2 separate regions of the Hordeum vulgare genome follow, and region 1 is linked to region 2. The links are chromatin contacts, called in public Hi-C maps. All regions are on one chromosome and are shown on one strand. Each heading gives the region's core, a stretch centred on a gene start, on an enhancer-like site or on the middle of the called end of the contact. The rest is flanking DNA. Distances are from core to core; before and after follow the strand shown. Region 1 has its middle 12 kb from the start of LOC123404155. Region 2 holds the start of LOC123401995 (E3 ubiquitin-protein ligase UPL3-like).

Region 1 (5,328 bases), core at 2,356-4,855, 49 kb after region 2:
CCCTGTGATTTTTTTGCATGGTGTAGAGTGCCATACATCGTGATTTTTCTTCTTGGGCAGGTGGTTGTATTTTTGCCAAAAGAATGTCGAACTGACATGGACATACACTAAAAAGGAAAACAACAAAATGGTGTGGCCAACTGGCCACATCCAATCAGTCTTTTTAAGTCCATAGCTTTCTTTTACATGTGTGCATTCCTTCACAACGTTTGTTGCAATTATTGGGCATAGAAGGGAAATTGGCATACTACGCATGCATATATGTGATAGAAGTTACTATGATCAACATTATAGAGATATAGCAACCTGACAAAAAAAGAGCATGCTTTTTGCTATGAATTATCCTTTCCATTATGCTGAGCTCCTCTACATCAGGAATAAACTTACCATCTTTTTTGGCAGCTTGCACATCTTGCTGGCCACTTAAATTATCCTTTCCATTATGCTGAGCAGCAATTGAAGGTGGTAGTCGTCTGCGGAGCTCCTCTACAACAGGAATAACATCTTCATCTGAAGGACCCCTGAGCAAAACCTGAGCCCAACCAAAACCAATACCTGTAAGTATATCACCAGCATTGCTGCAAAGCAACGAATATATATATAGCAAGATGCACACAGTATAAAATAAGTCATAGCTCAGAATATTGTATAGCAAACTGATTTAAAACTTCTATATAGTCCTTTCTTTACCAATTCTGGAGAAGCACAAGTTGAGAAAACACTATATAGTACTTCTATATAATCTGATTTGAAATTTATATAAACTGATTTGAAACTTCTATATATCTATACTGCAGAAGCACAAGTTGAGAAAATACTGCACTGCACAGGTTTATAAAAGATGAGACTCAGGGCCTTAAACCACCATAGTGATAGTCTGACCCATGGTAGAAGCCTAGAACAAATAGTGCTAGAACAGGCATACCACCAAAAAATAGTTGGCGGCTGCTTTGGTTTGATTTGTTAGATAATGGCTATATTGGCAAAATCTAAGGCGCGCAGCATGAACAGTTTTCTCTGGCGCAGGTCTAGTGTGGAAGATACGATGAGAAGGGTAATATTAGGTACCAACCAAGTCATTGAAAACAGGCAGAACAAAGGAAGGATGAGGCAGACGCGGAGAGATGTTCAACACGGCAGAAGGTGGGCAAGGCGGGCTCCTGGGTATGCCGGGCTCCTGGAACCGGTGGATCCCTCTGGCCGTAGGTGTGCTGGAACCGCGGGATCCTTCTAGCCGTACGTGTGCTGGAACCGGGGGATCCCTCTGGCCGTAGGTGTGCTGGAACCGGGGGATCCCTCTGGCCGTAGGTGTGTAGGGCGGGCTCCTGGCACCGGGGGATCTCGCAGACGGATGCCACGGTGGTAGCCGCAACAATGGGCAATGGCGAGGGCTCCTGGCACCGGGGGATCTCGCAGACGGACTGCAGGCTACTCGCGGCAACAATCGGCAATGGTGACGCCGATGGTGCGACGGTAATCGGCAATCACGGAAGACTGGTCCTATGCGGTGGAGTGTGATTTTCTCCTTTTTTTCTTTTTTGAGGGGAAGTTTGGTTTTCTCCTATACGGTGGAGTATGTTGAGCCAATTGTAATTGCTAAGTCCACCCAGCATACGATGGATTAATGAGGGTCGTTAGATTAAGATCTGTGGGATTAATCGTGGGGTGCTAATTGGTTGATTTTTGTTATGTGGCGTTTTATGGGGTGCGTGTAGTGTAATTCATGTTTGCTTCTTTAATAGTAGTATAGATAAAAATATTTGTGTGTCCAATAAAGATAATTGTATTACATTTATAATAAAATAACATTTTCTTAATTTTTCATCATTCTTTTTTCGTCTCTTATTACTTGCGTCTTTGTTTTAGATATAAGACCGAGCAGGCACAAGGGCTTGAACCACCACCCATGCGCACCCAATCGCCTACCAACATATCAGGGTTGGTTTCATCTTGCCCCTACTATCGCACACAATGATAAGCGGAATACTACAAGCTCACGGGCATTTGTAGTGGTGAAGAATAAGTATTCTTCACCCCTCTCTATTTTCACATCAATACACCGTAATTTTATGTTTCTCAAATTTTAATCTATTCTCATACGTAGAAAGAGATCGTAAAAAAATACATAGTCACCGTAAAAAATATTTTATGTCGCGTAAAATTACAAACATAAAAACGTAGTATAAATTATACATAAAATGTGATTTTTCTGGTCTTATAACCTATATTTTTGTTTTCTTATGTCAAATTTTTCGTAGTGAATCAATATAAACGTATCTATTTGCATTTCAAATTTAATTTATTTATGAAATGGTCGTAAAATTACCTCGGGTGAGGAATAATTTAATCTACACCCTGGGTGATGAATAGAGTTTATATATATATATATATATATATATATATATATATATATATATATATAAGCATGCAACAAGGCCTGTTGTATTTCAAGAGAGAGAGAGAGAGAAAGCGAAGAACGTCTTTAAACACGGCTCGTACAAAATAGATATAGATGTGATTTGTAGGGCATTATGGAGCTCGGGCTCTGTGACACCCTTTATTTTTAAAAATTTCAAAATTCTCAGTTTCAAAAGAAATTCAAAATTCAAAATTTTCGTAGACATGATGATCTAATAAATGGCATGTGCATGCTGGTTGGCGTTCGAATTGGTTCGACGTCCTGCTATGGCATGCACCATAATATGTAGGAGAAATATTAGGCTGGCCACAGTAGAAGTAACTTAGGTAGTATCATGTTCTTGGGACTAGCAAATATGTTGATGTGACAGACAATTAAAAAAGAAAGAAAGGATTAGAGTAACATAGGTAGATACCGTAACATGTTAAATGTAATGCTACAATGTGTCTTGCATGTCAATAAATGAGGTCGTCTATGATACTATTCTATGATACTATGCATTAGGCTGGTCGTAATGGGAGTATCATAAGTAGTATCATGCATGCCAACTAGTCATATTTGATGAGGTGGCATAAAATTAAATGAAGAAAGAGAGGGTTGAGTATCATATTATGATACCGTATCATATTAAATATTGTGCTACAATGTGTCATGCATGACAATAAGTAATCTGTGCTATGATACTATCACATGATACTATGCATTACGGGTGTAGTATCATACACTAGTATCATATGCATGATACTAGTATATGATACTCTCCATTACAACCAGCCTTGTAGATGTAGTATCATATAATAATATCATGCATGATATTATTATATGATACTCCCCACTATAACCAGCCTTAACAACAATACTCTCTTCGTCCGGAAATCGAGGACAAGTATTTTCGGATGAAGGAAGTATATTTTTTCTGGTGTCTCGGTTAGGTGCGCCATTTTGATCAAGCATGGTTCCTTCCTATTCGCAAATTAAAAAATAGGGTTAACAGTGCATGGGCAAAACAGCCGAAACGAGTTTTGTGCATTGTATTGTACTCCAGTTCCGTAGGGAGAAAGAAAAAGAATTACATGAACAGGTGTTGCCCCCCCAAATTAGCACGTGCTGGCTAAATAATAACATAATCGCTGCGATGGGCCCCGCATTTCTCTTTCAAACGATGATTGACCTTAAATAGGCGGGCCCACATGAACATGACAGACGGCTGTAAATACTGTTGACAAAAAAGTCATGTACAGCAGACACGGAAAGGTAGACACAACCAACAAGGCATCACTGTCACGCCACATTTTCTCTCTTCATACCATAAATAAATAAAGAAAAGAAGGATCCATCTTTGGTGAGACACACATGACACTCGACAAGGCCACATAAGGGGTGCGGCTCCCAAGCTTCATTTTGCTTCTTCTTCTTCTTTGAAAAGAAAATGAAAAATGTAATACATGTTAGAATCCACCCCAAAAACTTGCTTGTTGTTGCATTTTATTTCAGAGAAGATTCTTTTTTCAAAATGAAGGGTTGGCTACAGCACAGCTGTCGTCTTCTTTCACTATATAGGTCCTTATGAAGAAAAAACGAAAACAAATGAATGCGACATGATGACAACGTTTCTTAGATAGGTAAGTTCTTCATATGAGTCGCACTACACTAGTGAGTCGTGTCAGATTCAATTCAAAACCAAATGCTTTCTTTCCGCAAGAAACATGGGGACGTCATGGCTCATATACCACCGCCCTCTTCGAGTCCGCGGCGTCAATGACAGGGCTAATGAACTCATTCAGCATCATGGTCGCCATCAGTAGCAGCCTCCTCCTACTTTAGAAATGTGTGGCAATGTTATTTTCTTATTAAGACATACTCGCCCACCTGGTGGTTTTCTTTATGTTTCCATGAGGCTGAGATGCACAAAGGCACTCTTTCTTATCCTTTGCAATTCATCACGGTTCTCCTTTTTTAGCATTTGCAGCTCCTTCCTGGCACTGCTTTGTTGGAGCCTTGGCATAACAAGACAATTAAATCAGGAAATGCAATTGTAGAAATAAAATATGTGTGGTACGACAACATTATTATGACCCTGGTAGAACCTGTCACCGATGTCTAGGTTTCACGCTTTATTTGCAGTATTTGGTCATTTCACCAACATGATTTCACGCTCACGCCATATTTCTTTTTATCATAAAGAGAAAAGGATCCATCGCCCAATTTAGTGAAACACACATGATGTCATGCCAATATTTAGCAACCATATTTTTTCCTTTTTGCAGCTCAAAAGAAAAAAAAGGATGAATATTGTTAAACTTGTTTGTTGTTATATTAAGAAAAAAATATTTCCCAAATTGAAGCACCGACTACAACTCAAGTGACATCTTCGTGAGTAGTTCCTTATTACCAACAAACAAACGCAAACTATATGAATGTGCCATGATGAGAGTGTTTATTGTAGACAGATGAATTTTCCATATATGTTACCAAAAGTTTAACTGGGAACTAGACTTGGTGAAGAGCCTATAAAAGGACCGCATGGTGCAGAAGTAGCCTCACCAAATATTTTATACTAAGCTCATGAAAGATCTCCTATGTGCAAATTATTGTTCATTACCTTTTGCTAATGTCGATCTTTCGACTTGCAGTGCAAATTATTTCATTTTTTATTACTAAAAGAAGCATCGTTTAACTAGTGATTTGCACATTTGTGTTTTGTCGATGCAAATGAGATCCTTATGTTGTGCGACAGTCGGTTGATCCTTGGTAATGGATTTGGTTTGTGTATGTACACACTAATCACAAAGGGAAAATGCGCCCCTTAATTCTCTATATGTACTGTTAATTTTTCATATGTGGCTATGTGATATTGATGATTGTTTTCAGATTAGAAAAGCGTGATTTCCCGAGAGATAAAAAATCAT
Region 2 (4,742 bases), core at 665-3,164:
CGCACATGTTGAGAGAAGACGGATTAAACCCTGAAAGGATGAGCAATCCACACTTAGCAAGACAAAGACAACAGGAAAGAAAAAGGCCAAAGTAAACAATACAGAAGGATAGCAAAACACATTTCTTTGTGTATACCGTATATGTCGATGTGCTCAGCGATGTCTGGCCTGGGGAGTTGCTGATGGATACCAAGTTAGCGGCTTGCGCAACCAACCCATGATTGCACAGTTCATCCAACTTCTCAGGTTGGTGAGCAAAGGCCTCTGCGATGCGTGTCAAACAAACAGAAGCATGCTCTAGCACCTGTAATCAATGTGCACAAATAAAAGGTTGAAACCATTGTATGTGCCCTGGCAGGATTCGTATATCGTAATAAGAGATGAGAGATCAAGGGTCAGAAGCTTGGACTTCGAAGGCACGTACCTTAGAGTCATGATGGTGTAGGAGATTAGTGAGCAACGGTACCGCTTCCATGACGAACTCGGATGCATCGGATGGCAGCTTCCTGCAAATATTAGCAGCAGTAGACAATGCAACTCTCTAGAAGAATGCATGGCCACCAAGGAAACATATATGGTAAGTAGAAGCAAACAGTGCACACAGGAAAAACAGGGGAAACGAAACTGAAGTAGAATGGAACCAAGGTGTATGCTCTGTGAATACGACAAAATGAACTATACATTCTGATGAAGAAACCATGGAGTTGAATTCGAATAAATACCTGAACACCAGTAGAGAAGAAGTCCAGATACGACAGGACGGCCATTAGTGCACCAGCTCTCAAACAGGCGGTCGGATGCTCCAGCGAAATCTTCCTCAGAGCTTGCAGAGACTAGGAGCATCAACACAAAAACAGATACCGAAATTTGTCAGTATCTCGGCGAGGGAATGGGCGAGGGGAGCAAGACGACATGTTTGTCTCCCTTGCGAATCTACCGAGATAACAAAATAAGTAGAAGTGGATGCATCCAGGATCGATGATGACATAATATCCAGCCATACACGCTAATCGTCTCGCCGCGGTCCAAATATGGCGCGAACACATGCAAAATTCTAAGCAACAGCATATTCATTTCGCGCAAAGAAAAGAAAAACCAGGTGCAACTTTAGCTAGATTAGATGGGTCGATTAATCTCTAGGTGGGTTAATGAGTCAAGTCACCTGCTCGGCGAGGTCCATGTACTCAATGGTGAGGAGCCGGGCGCAGAAGCACGGTATAGCACCATAGTGCACGACAGAGGAGCAGGCAGAGGGCAGCACGTCGACGAGGTTGGCGAGGGCGCGGGCGGCGAGCAGCATGACGTTGGGGCTGGCGCCGGGGCCGTCGTCCTCGCGGAGCAGGCCGACGAGGAGCGGCACGAAGGCGTCGACGGGGAAGGCGGCGAGGGAGTCCTCGGTGCCGATGCAGAGCATCTCGCAGAGCTGGTTGAGGGAGACGAGCTGGCGCGACTCGTCGCCCTCGGCCTGCAGGCCGGCGAGGATCCGCTTGAGCTGCGCGGAGGCGGTGGAGGAGGCGGCGGCGGCGGCGGCGGAGCCCGGGAGCAGGTCGTCGAGCCCTGCGCCGATCCTGCGGAGGAGGCCCTGGAGCGCGGTGCTGGCTGAGGTGAAGGAGGGCGGGAAGGGCGCTGCGGACCCGTCGTCGTCGCCCTCGTCGTCCTCGTCCTCGTGGTGGTGGTGGTGGGGCGGGGCGGGGTTGGAGGTGGAGGAGGGGTCCGGGTCCTTGCCTTTCTCCGCGGCGGCGGCCGCGGCGCGCGCCCGGCGGCGGGAGGACGGGGACGGGTCCATCGCGCGGCGGGCGCGGAGAGGGGGAGGAGGGGCCGTGCGGGCGCGCTTGGAGGAGGAGGGGGAGGGGGAGGAGGAGGAGGGGGTGCTGGCGGCGGCGGCGCGCTTGCGGCTGCGCGTTTCCATGCACGCGACGGGCGGTCCGGCGGGGCGGCTCGCTGCCGTGCCTAGGCGGCCGGCGGCAGCGGGCGCATCGGGCGGGCGGATCTGCGGCTGGTTGATCCCCGCGGGCGGCCGGGATCGATCCGGCGGCGGCGCGGTGGGGGGAGGGGGAGGAGGAGGGGTGGATCCCTAATGGAGGGGGGGCGCTAATGGCGTTGGATTTGGGGATTTTGTGGAGAGGGTTAGCCACTGACGGAGAAAGACGGGATTTTTGCCACTCTTCTCTTCTCTTCTCTTCACTCCCACTTCACCTCCACGACCGCTTCTCCCCTACCCCTTTTCTCTTCCTCCTCCATCAATAAAATAATAATATGTCTTCCTCCTTTTGTGCCCAACTAATAAGAGCAAGTACAATAATATAGCCAGCTGCTGGTTATAAGTCATTGCCATGTCATCTATATCTCACCTTATAGCCAACATGTACAATAGTTCATTGCAAAAGTGTAATACTTATTTATTATATGGTTCACCTTTCATACTCATAAAATGCCTAGGAGCACGTGCTAGAGCTGGCTCTTAGCTAAAAGCTCGCTTACCTTCTTTATTGTATGGTGCACCTTTCATACTCACAAATATAATTAGAAATGGAGGGAGTAGTCCATATAGAATCATTTCCATAATGTTTATTTTTTCTAATGAAAATAAAAAATAGAAATTGCATTTCCATAATCATCAACTCTTCAGGCTCATACATCAAGCCAGGGCAGGCCGACACCCACCCCCGAAGCCCACTACAGCCGTCCCAACAACCCTCCTCAAAATGACCAAACCACCCCCACCTCCAATACCCTCCACTACACGCACGCCCGTAATTACCTCGAACCTCCAGCCCCGTTTTCGTCATCACACCAGCACACTCTGATGTCACATCACACCACACACACACTCGCACAGCAGCTTCCACAACACAGCGGCGGCTAGGGTTCTACCACCTCCAGAGCCCCAATCCTTCCTCCAATCCAACCCAGCCCATCGTCCATGCCGGCGGCCTCCTCCTAGGTTCGATCTCCTCGACGACGACCCCTCGCAGCTCCTCGCCGCCGCCGCCGCCAAGAAGGCCGCCGCCCCGGCCCCAGCCAAGCCGGCCTCCAAGCAGCCCGCCAAGACCCCGCCGCCCGGTGAGTGCACCTCGATTCGCCCTCTATCCAATTCGATTGCTGGATTCATGTTTCGTTGCGAGCTTCCATTTCTGCTGCTCATGGTGCGATGTGGTTTCTGCTGCAGCGGAGGACGCGAGGGGCAGCCGTGAGGATGTGGCCCGGCGCGGGAGGGGCGGCCGCGGGGGCGGGTTCGGCCGGACCGGTCGGAGGCGCGACCACGGCGACACCGACGCCAACGGCTTCAAGGGCGGCTACGTCGGCGGATATGAGGCGCCTCGGCTGAAGGACGGCTGGTGATCTGGCCAGTTGGAATTTTAAACGAACTCTTGGTCAAACATTTCGTGGAGTAAACTACTGGCCTCAACCCATTACTCGCGTCACATGCAACTATATGGAAATGCTAAAAACATTTAGATGCCTAGGTTACCTTGCTAAAATATATGGAAATGTTAAAAACATGGTACACTTTCTGAGCTATCACATGCAACTCCTCACTGACATTGGGAAATAGAAAAGGAAAACAATGTTCAAAATTATTTACAAGAATATACGGGGAAAAATAGATTTGCATCTTACAACTGAGTATCAAGTGGGAAATTGAATTTGCATCTTACAACTCAGTATCAAGTGGGAAAATTGAGTATCAAGTAGTTATTTGTTTCAATGGCACTTGAGTTTGGATGTTGCACTATTATTCTAGGACGGTGTTCTCTTTTTTCATGATATGGTTTCCTTATGCAGGTGCACAAGAGAGTGTCGTGTGGTGTGCACAGTGGAGAAGTCGTCGCCCAACATCAGCAGCAAGTCTGTCGGCATGCGGCCGACGCTCACTCTGACACTCACCCTGACATGGCCTGCCCTGCCCCTTTGGTGGCTTCTTCTTCGACTACATCATTGGTAAGCCATTGGTCCCCCATCAACGGATTTAATATGCTTGGTTTTGGTCTAGTTTTTTTAATCTTTGTGACACTTTTGTTTCAAACACCAATTGAATGCCAGTTAGTTGTATGCAATGGCATTGATTTTTTGAACGGCGGAGACACTTTCGTTTGAACTGGTGGTTGAATGCCTGTGAGTGGCAGGCACAAAGGGTGTGGGTGGCGGTTGTCGCAGCTGGTGTTTGCAGCGGTATAGCCCTGCATGTTTCCTGTGTTGATGTCTTTGCACTTTTGGTGGTTTTGATAACTGGTTGTCCTCTTTATGTGCTGCCCTCCAAGCTTGAGTATTGATATGCTATCCTGTTGTCATGAGGAGTCCATTGGAGACTCTAGAACCAGAAGAGATCTTTCTTTCTCTCATGATTAGAAAACACAGTTATTACTGGTCATGTGTGCTTGCAGTTATGATGCATTGACTCAAGAAATAGAAGTGATCTTTCTATTTTGTGAAGTCGATCTCAATTGTTCACCTATCCTTTTATACATGGGTAGAAGTCCTAATAAGAGAAAACAAACTATGGTACCTAAACAGTAGTAGATATCAATATCAATATCTGAGCTATAACGATTACTTGATCTTTATGGCATGGACGATGTGTTTGACAACACTATTAACTTGTAAGGTCTGCTTGTTCTAGCTATATATTGCATGTGCTAGATAGCTCCTATCCAAACTTGTAGAAGTCTACGTCAGTAGCACTTATACTTAATTTTTAAATTCTCTACTTTGTTATCTGGGTTGATGACACCAGTTAACCA

Evidence for each region. A called contact is a pair of places that touch in the nucleus more often than the background predicts.
Region 1: a Hi-C map of leaf shows a contact between it and region 2, with 2.5 times the contacts expected there. The contact joins the enhancer-like site here to the promoter of LOC123401995 in region 2. A contact is called at or near these places in 2 of 6 Hi-C or Micro-C datasets (leaf and seedling).

The regions. Positions count from the first base shown.
Region 1 is chr6H:4,002,271-4,007,598 of MorexV3_pseudomolecules_assembly, forward strand. No RefSeq gene overlaps it. Among protein-coding and RNA genes, the nearest start is that of LOC123404155, 12 kb to the right of the region's middle. Within about 2 kb of position 3,606, at least 2 of the 3 cell types and tissues checked have open chromatin away from gene starts, as enhancers often do. A contact at or near this core is called in leaf, where this site is marked.
Region 2 is chr6H:3,954,505-3,959,246 of MorexV3_pseudomolecules_assembly, forward strand. It overlaps LOC123401995 (E3 ubiquitin-protein ligase UPL3-like), which reads right to left and starts at 1,915. Exons shown (of 18, transcript XM_045095850.1): 1 at 1,163-1,915; 2 at 723-833; 3 at 425-541; 4 at 137-304; 5 at 1-30. The coding sequence starts at 1,909.